Regions from separate parts of the Mus musculus genome. Here region 1 is linked to region 2. Evidence: chromatin contacts called from public HiCAR-type data. All regions are on one chromosome and are shown on one strand. Each heading gives the region's core, a stretch centred on a gene start, on an enhancer-like site or on the middle of the called end of the contact. The rest is flanking DNA. Distances are from core to core; before and after follow the strand shown. Region 1 holds the start of Zfr2 (zinc finger RNA binding protein 2). Region 2 holds the start of Midn (midnolin).

Region 1 (4,523 bases), core at 166-2,665, 1.1 Mb before region 2:
TGTGTGGCGCCATCCCTGGGCTCTGGTCCTGGGTTCTATAGGACAGCAGGCTGAGCAAGCCATGGGGAGCAAGCCTGTCAGCAGCGCCCTCCATGGACTCTGCATCAGCTCTGCCTCCAGGTTCCTGCCCTGTGTGAGCTCCTGTCATGGTGATCTGGAAGTGTGAGTCACGCAAATCCTTTCCTCCCAGCTTGCTGTTGACTGGAGCGTTTTCTTTTCTTTTTTTTTTTCTTTTCATCATTTGTATATTTGTGTGTGTTGTGCTACGGCAGTGGACTTGCCTGACTTACAGACCTGGAACTCTGGTCCCCACAGTGACCCTCTCACCAGCTCTTGGCCCGGGTGTGTTATCACTGCAACTGTAACCCTAACCAAGCCACTGAGTGAAGAGGACACTCGTCCCCAGCCGTCAGCCCCCAACTCCTCACACACAGCCAAGCGCCTTCTCTCCACTTGGCACGGACATTATTCATGTGGCCTTTTATTTAGAGACAACATCTCCTTTAGTTCTTCAGCCTGGCCTCATACTCACTGTAGCTCAGGCTAGCCCTGAACTTAGACACACACACACTGCCTCAGCTTCTCTCTTCAAAGATTGGATTGGAAGCCTGTGCCACTTGCCTGTGCTTTACTGACTTCCAAAGACCAGAGGCTCACTTTACCCTGCCTAGCTTAGCCCCCCATCCATTAGACACAGAACCCCAGACCCCATCCTCGTCTGGAGAGCCCCCCATCCATCAGGGACTGAACCCAAATTCATCCCTGTCTAGAGGGTAACCCATCTGTCAGACACCAGAACCCCCAATCCATACTCACCTGGAGGGTCCCCCATTCATCAGGGATTAGAACCCCCAATTCAGGCCCATCTGGAGGGTCCCCCATCCACTAGACATCAGAACCCCAGACTCCATCCCCGTCTCGAGGGTCCTCCATCCATCAGGAACCAGAACTCTGACTCCATCCCTGCCTGGAGGATTCCCCCATACATCAGACACCAAAAACTCCAATTCTATCCATCAGGGGCCAGAACACCCCACCCTATTCCCGCTTGGAAGGTTCCCCAAGGTCTCAGGTCCTCTCTGAGGTCAGTCCCCTCCCCCAACTCTGTCCTCCATCCTCGGTCCCCACCCTACCCATCCAGGTCGGTCCCTCCTAGGCTAGCCCTATCCCCACGGGGTCCCCGCCCCCACCCTGCCTGTCACTCCCCGGACTCCCCGCCCCGCCCTCCCGCGGACCCCAGGGGCCGTCGCCCCGCCTCGGGCCCGCCCCGCTCCCCGTGACTCACGACCGAGTCCCGCGGGGTTGGGGCGCCTCGCCGCCCACGGGGCTCGTTACCTGGACGACGGGTTGGTGCCCTGCGCGAGGCCGGAAGAGCTGCTAGCCGCCATGTCCACGTCCTCCCGGAGCCCACGGGAGTGACGTCAGGGCCTTGCCCCCGACGCACCGCCCCGTGCTCGTTCAAGCCCCGCCCCTGCTCGAACCTGCCATCCCTAGCCCCAGAGAGCCTCAGCCTGTCTCCGCCCACCGGCCAAGCCCCGCCCCCTACGGAGGACGCCTAACTCAGGTGCCTCTATGATGATGAAAGGACATCTTAGGGAAGTCGGTTCTAGACCCGGCCTGCCATCCGCCACGTGGAGTCCCAGGGATCAAGGATCAAACTCCAGTAGTTGGGCTTGGCGGCAAGCCCCATCACCTGCTGATGTACACTGCCACCTTCCTTATCTCTTCTTGGACGCAAGGCAGAGAGCTGGCTGATTCTTGAGAAAGCTTGAGAAATTCCAAGGCTGAGAGAGTGGGTGGGTGGCACGTGACCATCCTTGACCTGAGCATGTGTGGCCTCCAAGGCTTAAGGCTCTAGGTGTGTAGCCCACGTCTTTCTAGAAGGCAGGGGGACTGTGGCAGTTTCTCTTGAGTTACATGTGATCTTTTCCCCTATTATTTATTGCAAGCCCTGTGCCCTTGACTTTTGCCTCTGAGAGTCCAACTTCTGACGTGTTCTAGAAAGGTGCAAACTGATTTATCAGTGCTAAAGGAAACACACAAAATGGAGTAATAGCCCAGAAAATGCAAGGAAACCCAGACACCTATTCCAACATGGATGGATGGCCCTTGAGGACAGCATGTCAGCATGAGTCAGACACAAAAGGACACTCGGACCAGGATCTCACTTCCAGGAGGTTCCTGGAGTCCTCAGACTGACAGACACAGGAAGTAAGATATAAGAAGTAGGGAGGTGATGGGCATAGTGTGGGTAGATGGAAGGTTCTGAAAGTGGGTGGGAGTTATGGCCGCACCGACAGGTGAATGAGCCTCGTGCTCAGTGAGACAGTAGGCACGCATTTCCATGGTGGGAAATGCCTAGAACAAACCTGTTGTCAGGAAGAGAGAGCCTATGTGACCTATACTCACATGTACACTCGTATGAACGTAGGAGATCCGAGAGTACTGACAGTACAGGCAAAGGCCTTGTGGCAGGAAGGAACTTGATGTGCTCACAGGATGTGCAGAAAGAACCTTGGAGATCCACTACTATGTGGGGTCTTATATTAGTTACCAGGAAAGATAAGAAACTGAATGGAGGGGGGTTAAACCCCAAACATTTATTCTCTCACACTTTCAGGGACCAAAGTCTGGGCGATTAGTTCTTTATGGACACTGGGGACATCCTTCTCTGCTCTCTTTTACTTCTGGTAACGTCTGGAAATCAACTGCAGTTCTCAGCTGCTAAATCAAATTGTAGCTTAGTCTCCATTTTCCCCAGGACCCTTGCTTGCCATACTAGGCAGAGCTCTACCCCTGACCACTGGCTGAATTCTACATAGGACATCACCTCTGACCACGCCCCCACCCCTCTTTAAATGTTTGTGTGTGTGTGTGTGTGTGTGTGTGCATGTGCCAGTGCATGTGTCAGTGCACATGCAGAGGGCAGACGTTGACATCAATGGCCCTCCGATTGCTTTTCAGTTAGCCCCAGCCTCCTCCCGCGCTTGCTTCGGGCTGAAACTGCCAGTGCACACCAGCTTCTCTGCCTACCCCCCTCCTCCCTGACAGCTCCACGCACACCTGCTGAACCATCCAGCATGACCCCTCTTCTCACTTCTGAGATGGGGGCTCACCAAGTTGTCCAGGCTGACCTTAGTCCAACCTGGATTTGAACTTGCAACGCGCCTCCCCACCCCCCACCCCCCGGTCTCAGCGCTTCCAGTACTTGAGACCAGGATACAAACTGTCTTTCCATCCCATCCAACTGCAGATGCTGAGCTGCATGCGAGCTGTCCATTTTTCCATCAGCTTCTAGATTTCCTCTGGGCAACTGCAGGGGCGCTGTTCCCACGGTAGCGCAGACCCAATACATCTAAAACAATCAGCCAGGTTCGCTGCATCCCAACATTCTGCCTTGTCCTGGGTGAATGAGGGACCCTTTGACTCACCCTGAAAGGGGGATCTGGAAGCCTCCATTTCTTTGCCCTCAAAGATGGTTTCAAGGGCGTCTCTTCCCCCGTACCAAAGAATCCTGCAGGCTCCCCGCCCCCATCCTGTAAGAGTTAGGCCACGGCTGCTTGTCCGTTTATTTATTTTCTCTTATGGTTTTGCATAAGTAAGATGCACCATCTCAGAGACTTTTTTTTTTTTTTTTTTTTTTTTTTTTGCACCTGCTCTGGGCATGGCTGGGAGAAATGCTTTCGCCTCAGCCAATGGGGAGAGGAGGATGCAGGCAGGGATGCTAGAACTGTCTATCAGGCCTGGGCCCGCCCCCTGCACACAAAAGCAGCTTCCTCCACTATCTGAGGGAAAGACAGAGCCTCAGCCATCAGAAAGGGAAAAGCCAGAGCCGCGGCAGGCCTGGGCTGCGATGGCAGGGGAAACAGTGACTAAAGGGGGACAGGGGTGCTGCTACTAACCCACGGCGCCGCCTTCTACAGTTGGGCCGGACAGGTGTGCTGTGGCCACGTCGCCCTGGGTGACCTTCCTCAGATGTGGACTTGGCCCTGAGCATCCTTCCACCAGGCCCCTCGCCTGGGTACCATCGAGAAATGCCCGCCTTTGTGTCCAAGTGACAGCGCAGAGGCAGCTTCCGCTACCGAGGTGAGTGGGCCTTTTGCAAACTGGAAATTTAAATTGTCATTTGTCCCTTGCTTCTAGCCCAGCTATGGAAAGGTTTATTGGGGAAATGCTGGCGGCACCCCAGCGCGGATGCTGCGCCAGCCAGGAGGGTCGGGGGTGGGGTGAGGGGAATGCAGAACCCAAGGATTAGAGCCCCAGTTCTCGGTGGAGCATCCTGGGGGCGGTAAACCTCCCATCCGGTGTCGAGTGTTTTCTATTTATAACCCTGACTGCGGGCTCGGAGAAATCAGCATTGCATATACATTAAAAAGGGTGGGTATTTTAGCAGCGTGGCCACCGGCATAGACCTATACTGTTTATCCTGGATTTGGGGGGGTTCCTGGTCTCTCGCTGTCACTTGGCATTCATGGACACCCACCACACCCAGGACTTGGAAGTATGTAGATAAGGGGGTCCTT
Region 2 (4,541 bases), core at 1,697-4,196:
GGCCTACTGGCCTGGGAGCCCCCTAAGCCTTGACACTTAACTCCAGGTGAAAGCACTAAGCACTAACCCATCTGCAAAAGACAAGAGACTTTGCTATCACCTGAACCCCCGTGGGCTCTTTGCCACCCTCCCCCGCGCCTCTCTTCAGGCCAGCTCCTGCCTACAACTCTCCAATTCTTGCCCGGGCTCGTCTTTGTGGGCGCCGCGGGGCTCCGGCCCTCTTTGAGAGGCCTTCGGGGGCTCTGCCGACCCAGGCTCCCCCTCCTCCCTCGCCAGCGCAGGCCCGCTGCTCAAACAAAGGAGACCCTCCCCCTCCGCCCCTCCCCCACTGGGGCCCCTCCGCTGGGGATGGACATTGCGTGTCCCCAGAGGCCCGCCAGGGGACGGGGGAGCGGGGGGTGGCTCCCCGGCCTGGAGGCGATTTAAATACCAGGTGAGGAGGAGGTGTGGGGAACCGAGAACAAAGGGGGGTAGAGAGACGCAAGTGATGGGGAGACAGCCAGACGCAGAGGGGGCCGCCAAGCAGATGCGGAAGCGGCGAGACCGCCGGCATGAGAGGGGGTGGCTGTGCACCCCTCCCCAGGCACACAGCGAACGGACCCCTCCTTGTGCCATCCCGGGGGCCCACAACTCCCCTGTCATCCCTGTATTTCCCGTGCACCCTGGGGCCCCGCAGGGTGCTCCTGCCTTTGTGCAGACCCCGGCGGGGGAAGGGGCCCAAGCAAGTAAGGCCAAGCAGAGGGCGCCCGAGAGCGCGCGGCGCGCCCCCGATCCCCCCCCCCCCCCCCCGTCTGGCTGCCCCTGCTTCCCCGCGCGGCGCGCTCTTTGTTCCCGCCCGGGGCCCGGGCCCGAGGGGGCGGCCCGGTGCCAGGGGGCGCGCAGGCGGGGGCGGCGCTCTACCTACGTGTCTTTGTGAAGCAGCGCCAGGCGTTCCTTGGGTACTTTGAGGCGTTGGGACAACCTTTTGCGCAGCCCTTCCACGGTCTCGTCGTGGGGCACCGACAGGTCGTAGCGGGTCCCCGTAGTGCTGTGGATCGCCAGGCTCATGGGTGCGGCCGACTCCGTGGCCGTGTTCAGCTCGCAGGCGCCGCCGGGGGCCCCGCGCCGGCAGCTCCGGGCACCGCCGGGCTGCGGCTCCATCCCCGGCGCGCGCTGGAGAACTGGGGGCCTGCGGGTCGCCTCCAATCCTAGCCGGGACTCCCCCGCCGAAACAAGGTCCTCCTCCGCTCCGCGGGCGCCCAGGGACAGGAGCAGTGCGTGCGCCCCTTGGGGAAGGTCCCAACGTTAGGAATTGAGCCGGCAATCAAGAATCCGAGTGGTGCTCCGGGGTCGTGTGGGATCCTTGGGTTGCGCCCCGGGGTGGGGTCTGTGATCCGTTTTCAAGGGCGGATGACAGCGACCTGGGTACGGCACGGGGAGGGTCCTAGAGAAACGGGGCAAGCTATCCTGGTTCGCACGGTGCCTGGATCCCTCTCGGGTCGTGCTACCCCGCGCGTCCCTTCCCTTAGCAACAGCCGCAGCCGCCGCTCGCAAGATCTGGGGGTGAAAGTACGAAGAAAAAAAAAAGTTATCATGTATCAACGTTCCAATGGGCGGGACCACCGCCCCCTCCCATTCACTACTTACTCCGCCGGCCTGGCGGCGGCCAATCAAAACACACAGACCGCCCAGTCCGTCGCGCTACCGGGCCAATGAGAATCGCCGCGGGGCTACCCCACGTGGCAGCGAGACCCTCCCTTTCTCTCCGCCCCGTCCCTTCTGCGTCCAATGGAGATGCCAAGAGGGTTGGGCTGAGGCCGATCCTGACCAGCCCCCGCGACCCCCCACCCGCTCCCAGAGCCATTCATAAGGCCCAAAGACCTTAACAAAGGGCGGGCGGGCCCTGAGGGTAGCGGACCCGAGTTTTAGGACTTAGCACCCCCCCTCCCCGCCCCTCTGCGCGAGCCTAACCCCTTCAGTCCGCAACGGGAGCGGTCGGGAGAAAAGGCTAGGAGCCGGCCATTGTTCCCGAATAAGGAACAGGAAATCGTGGCGCCTCCCCGCTGGGTCTGTCCGGGAAGCTACAGCCTGCGGAAGCTGTCGCTTGAGCCCTGAGCCTCATGGTCAAGGGTCGCGAGCTGGCCTCTCAAGGACAGGGCTGTCTTCCGCCCCCGTGGGTGGGTGGATGCAATGATATTGGAGAACTTGGGCGGAACCCACAGCTTGGGCAGGGCCCTGCAGCTCGGTGACGTGGCTTTGATTAGATCCGTCCCTCCCGAACCAGTGCCACTTCGCGTCCTAACCTAACTCACCCTCAGTTTTTTTTTTTCTGACTTCCCCCCCTCCCAATCCCGGGTCGGCCCGTTTCCCGAGGTGTGCCCGCCCAAGCCGTGACGTGATGCGGCGTCCCCGGCTGCGCCCGCGCGCGCCCCGCTTCGGGCAGCGGTGAGTCAGCAGCCCCGGCGCGCCCTCTGCAGTCCCCGCCCGGGAGCGCTGCCCGAGTCCCGGGGGAGGAGTGCCGTGCGTCTTGGCTGGGGAAGGGGTGCGCCAAGAATTGGGGGTCTGCATGTGGGGAGGGTCCGTTGAGAACCTTTATACTTAGCAATGCAGAGAAGACTTAAGACCGCACATAAAGGGAAACTGAGTCTACAAACAGTTCAAGGTCACTGGCTGAGTGCGGGGGGGGGGGGGGGGTTGGGGGGCGTGAGCTGCAGTCCCGCCAGGGCGGTGCCCATAGTGCGCAGCCCCTCCCACCCCACAAGTTGGAGGGCTCCGGGTCCTGAGGCACACTAGGTGCGGACGATTCAAAGAACAAAGAGTGGGACAGCCTGAGAAGTTTACGGCGGGTGGGGGCCCCTCTCCGTTTCGTGCGGTCCCGCCCCTACTCACCGGCTCCGTAGGTCCTGGGTCACCACTGCTCCAGATGACCTGCGTATGGGTCCTGGCAAGAGGTGGCCGTGCCGGTCTGGGGCCGGGCGGGCGGCCCCTGAGCCTTTATCCGCGCCGCCTTCCCTGGGGTGGAGTTTGGGCGGGCAAGGGGCGGGGGGCCGGGCAATGGTGACGCATTCCCTAACCCCCCCACCCCACCCCACCGCCTGCTGGCCTGGACAGGGACACCGGCCCTAGGGCTTCGCAGCACCCACAGAGCAGTGCCTCAGGGGTGTCACCGACCTGGGTAACTCCTACCTCCCCATGTACTGGGGTTCACCTCACATTAGGATTGGGGGGGTGTTTGGCCTGCTTCCCTGCTCCGCCCCCTTTCCTGTTGGCCTGGTGCTTCCGCCTGGGGGCGCCCGCGTGTGGAAGGGGGGGGCGGAACGGGAAGGGGTTCCTTAGTCAGCAGCCTAGGTCCAGGAAAACAGGGTAGTGTCACCTGCTAGGCAGTAGGTGCCCCTGACAGCTGCCTAGCCTCCTCATCCTTTAACGATGACCTCAGAGGCCATTTCTGTGACGATTCATCCATCCCTGGCCTTGCCTAGGCCAGTCACCTGTGTGACCTCTGAGTAGCCCAGTCCCTAATGCACCCTACACCATAGCATAGTTGGTTCTCACTCCAGCATATGGGTCCCAGAAGTCAGCTCAGGTCATCAGTGGGCTTGGCTGAATGTGTCTGTATCTCCAGGCCCCTCTGGGTTAATTACAAAGTACCAGACAAGCAAAGGAAGGCCTTCTGCAGCCTGGCATGTGTGATCTGTTCTCACAGCACAGATGCATCGGCACATACTGGCCCTGGCCCTGGCCTTTGGGGTGGATACTCACTCACCCACCTATGGACCAAGGAGCCAGCCCTTTGTCATTTGAGCGTGGCCAGACCCTCCATCACTTCCCTAACCTTCCATCTCCTGTCCACGTATGCGGTCTCTTGCACTTATCTGGTCTGAGCACCACCACCACCCTGGGTGCCCCTCCCAGGCCAGTTCCTTCCTAGGTCACCTTCCTCTCTGGCTGATCATTCTGGACAGGCATGCTGGGCCCCCAAGCAGACAGGCGTGCCAGACACTCCCAGTCTCCCAGGGTCATGGTCAGGCCAGAGAACACTTGGAGGCCCAGAGACTTTGAGGGATGAGCAGGAGTTTGTTCAGAAGTACAAACTGAAGCTGCGCAGTGTGGAGGTCAGAGGCAGGGTTTGCCTCTGGAGGGACCTCAGGGAAGGGATAGGTGAGGTGGGCTGGCTCTGACACCATTCAGACTGAAAGCCACTGTAATAAATGCAGGGTGCCCAGACTGCCTGCTTCCTGTCTCTTCTTCCTGTGTGGTCCTTTGTCCTTAGCATGAAGCCCAAGACTCAGTAATCTGTCCAGGCCCTGCCCTCCAGGAAGGTCCCAACCTCCAGGTTCTCAGTCCCGCCCTACTGCTCTGCTGTCCCAGGACACAGCCCAGCCAGCACAGGCTGTCCTGTCCTGAGGCCAGGCTCCAAAGCTCACACCTCCTCATAGGAGATATCTCCCTGAGTTCTGGTGGGGAAGATATGAAGGATTCACACTACAAGGTATACTAGGCCAGGCCAGGCTGCTCTGAGGGCCTCCTGTTGACATCTGTCCAGCCCGATGACCTCAGTGACC

The links. HiCAR-type assays count read pairs that join an accessible place to other places.
Region 1: a HiCAR-type map of kidney shows a contact between it and region 2, with 4 times the contacts expected there. The contact joins the promoter of Zfr2 here to the promoter of Midn in region 2. A contact is called at or near these places in 2 of 115 datasets of contacts at active chromatin or transcription factors (embryonic stem cells and kidney) and 1 of 9 other capture datasets (liver).

The regions. Positions count from the first base shown.
Region 1 is chr10:81,230,055-81,234,577 of GRCm38.p6, reverse strand. It overlaps Zfr2 (zinc finger RNA binding protein 2), which reads right to left and starts at 1,415. Exons shown (of 18, transcript NM_001034895.3): 1 at 1,336-1,415. The coding sequence starts at 1,388. It overlaps Atcay (ataxia, cerebellar, Cayman type), which reads left to right and starts at 3,792. Exons shown (of 13, transcript NM_178662.4): 1 at 3,792-4,086.
Region 2 is chr10:80,146,677-80,151,217 of GRCm38.p6, reverse strand. Midn (midnolin) reads right to left here and starts at 2,946. Exons shown (of 9, transcript NM_021565.2): 1 at 2,869-2,946; 2 at 905-1,536. The coding sequence starts at 1,140.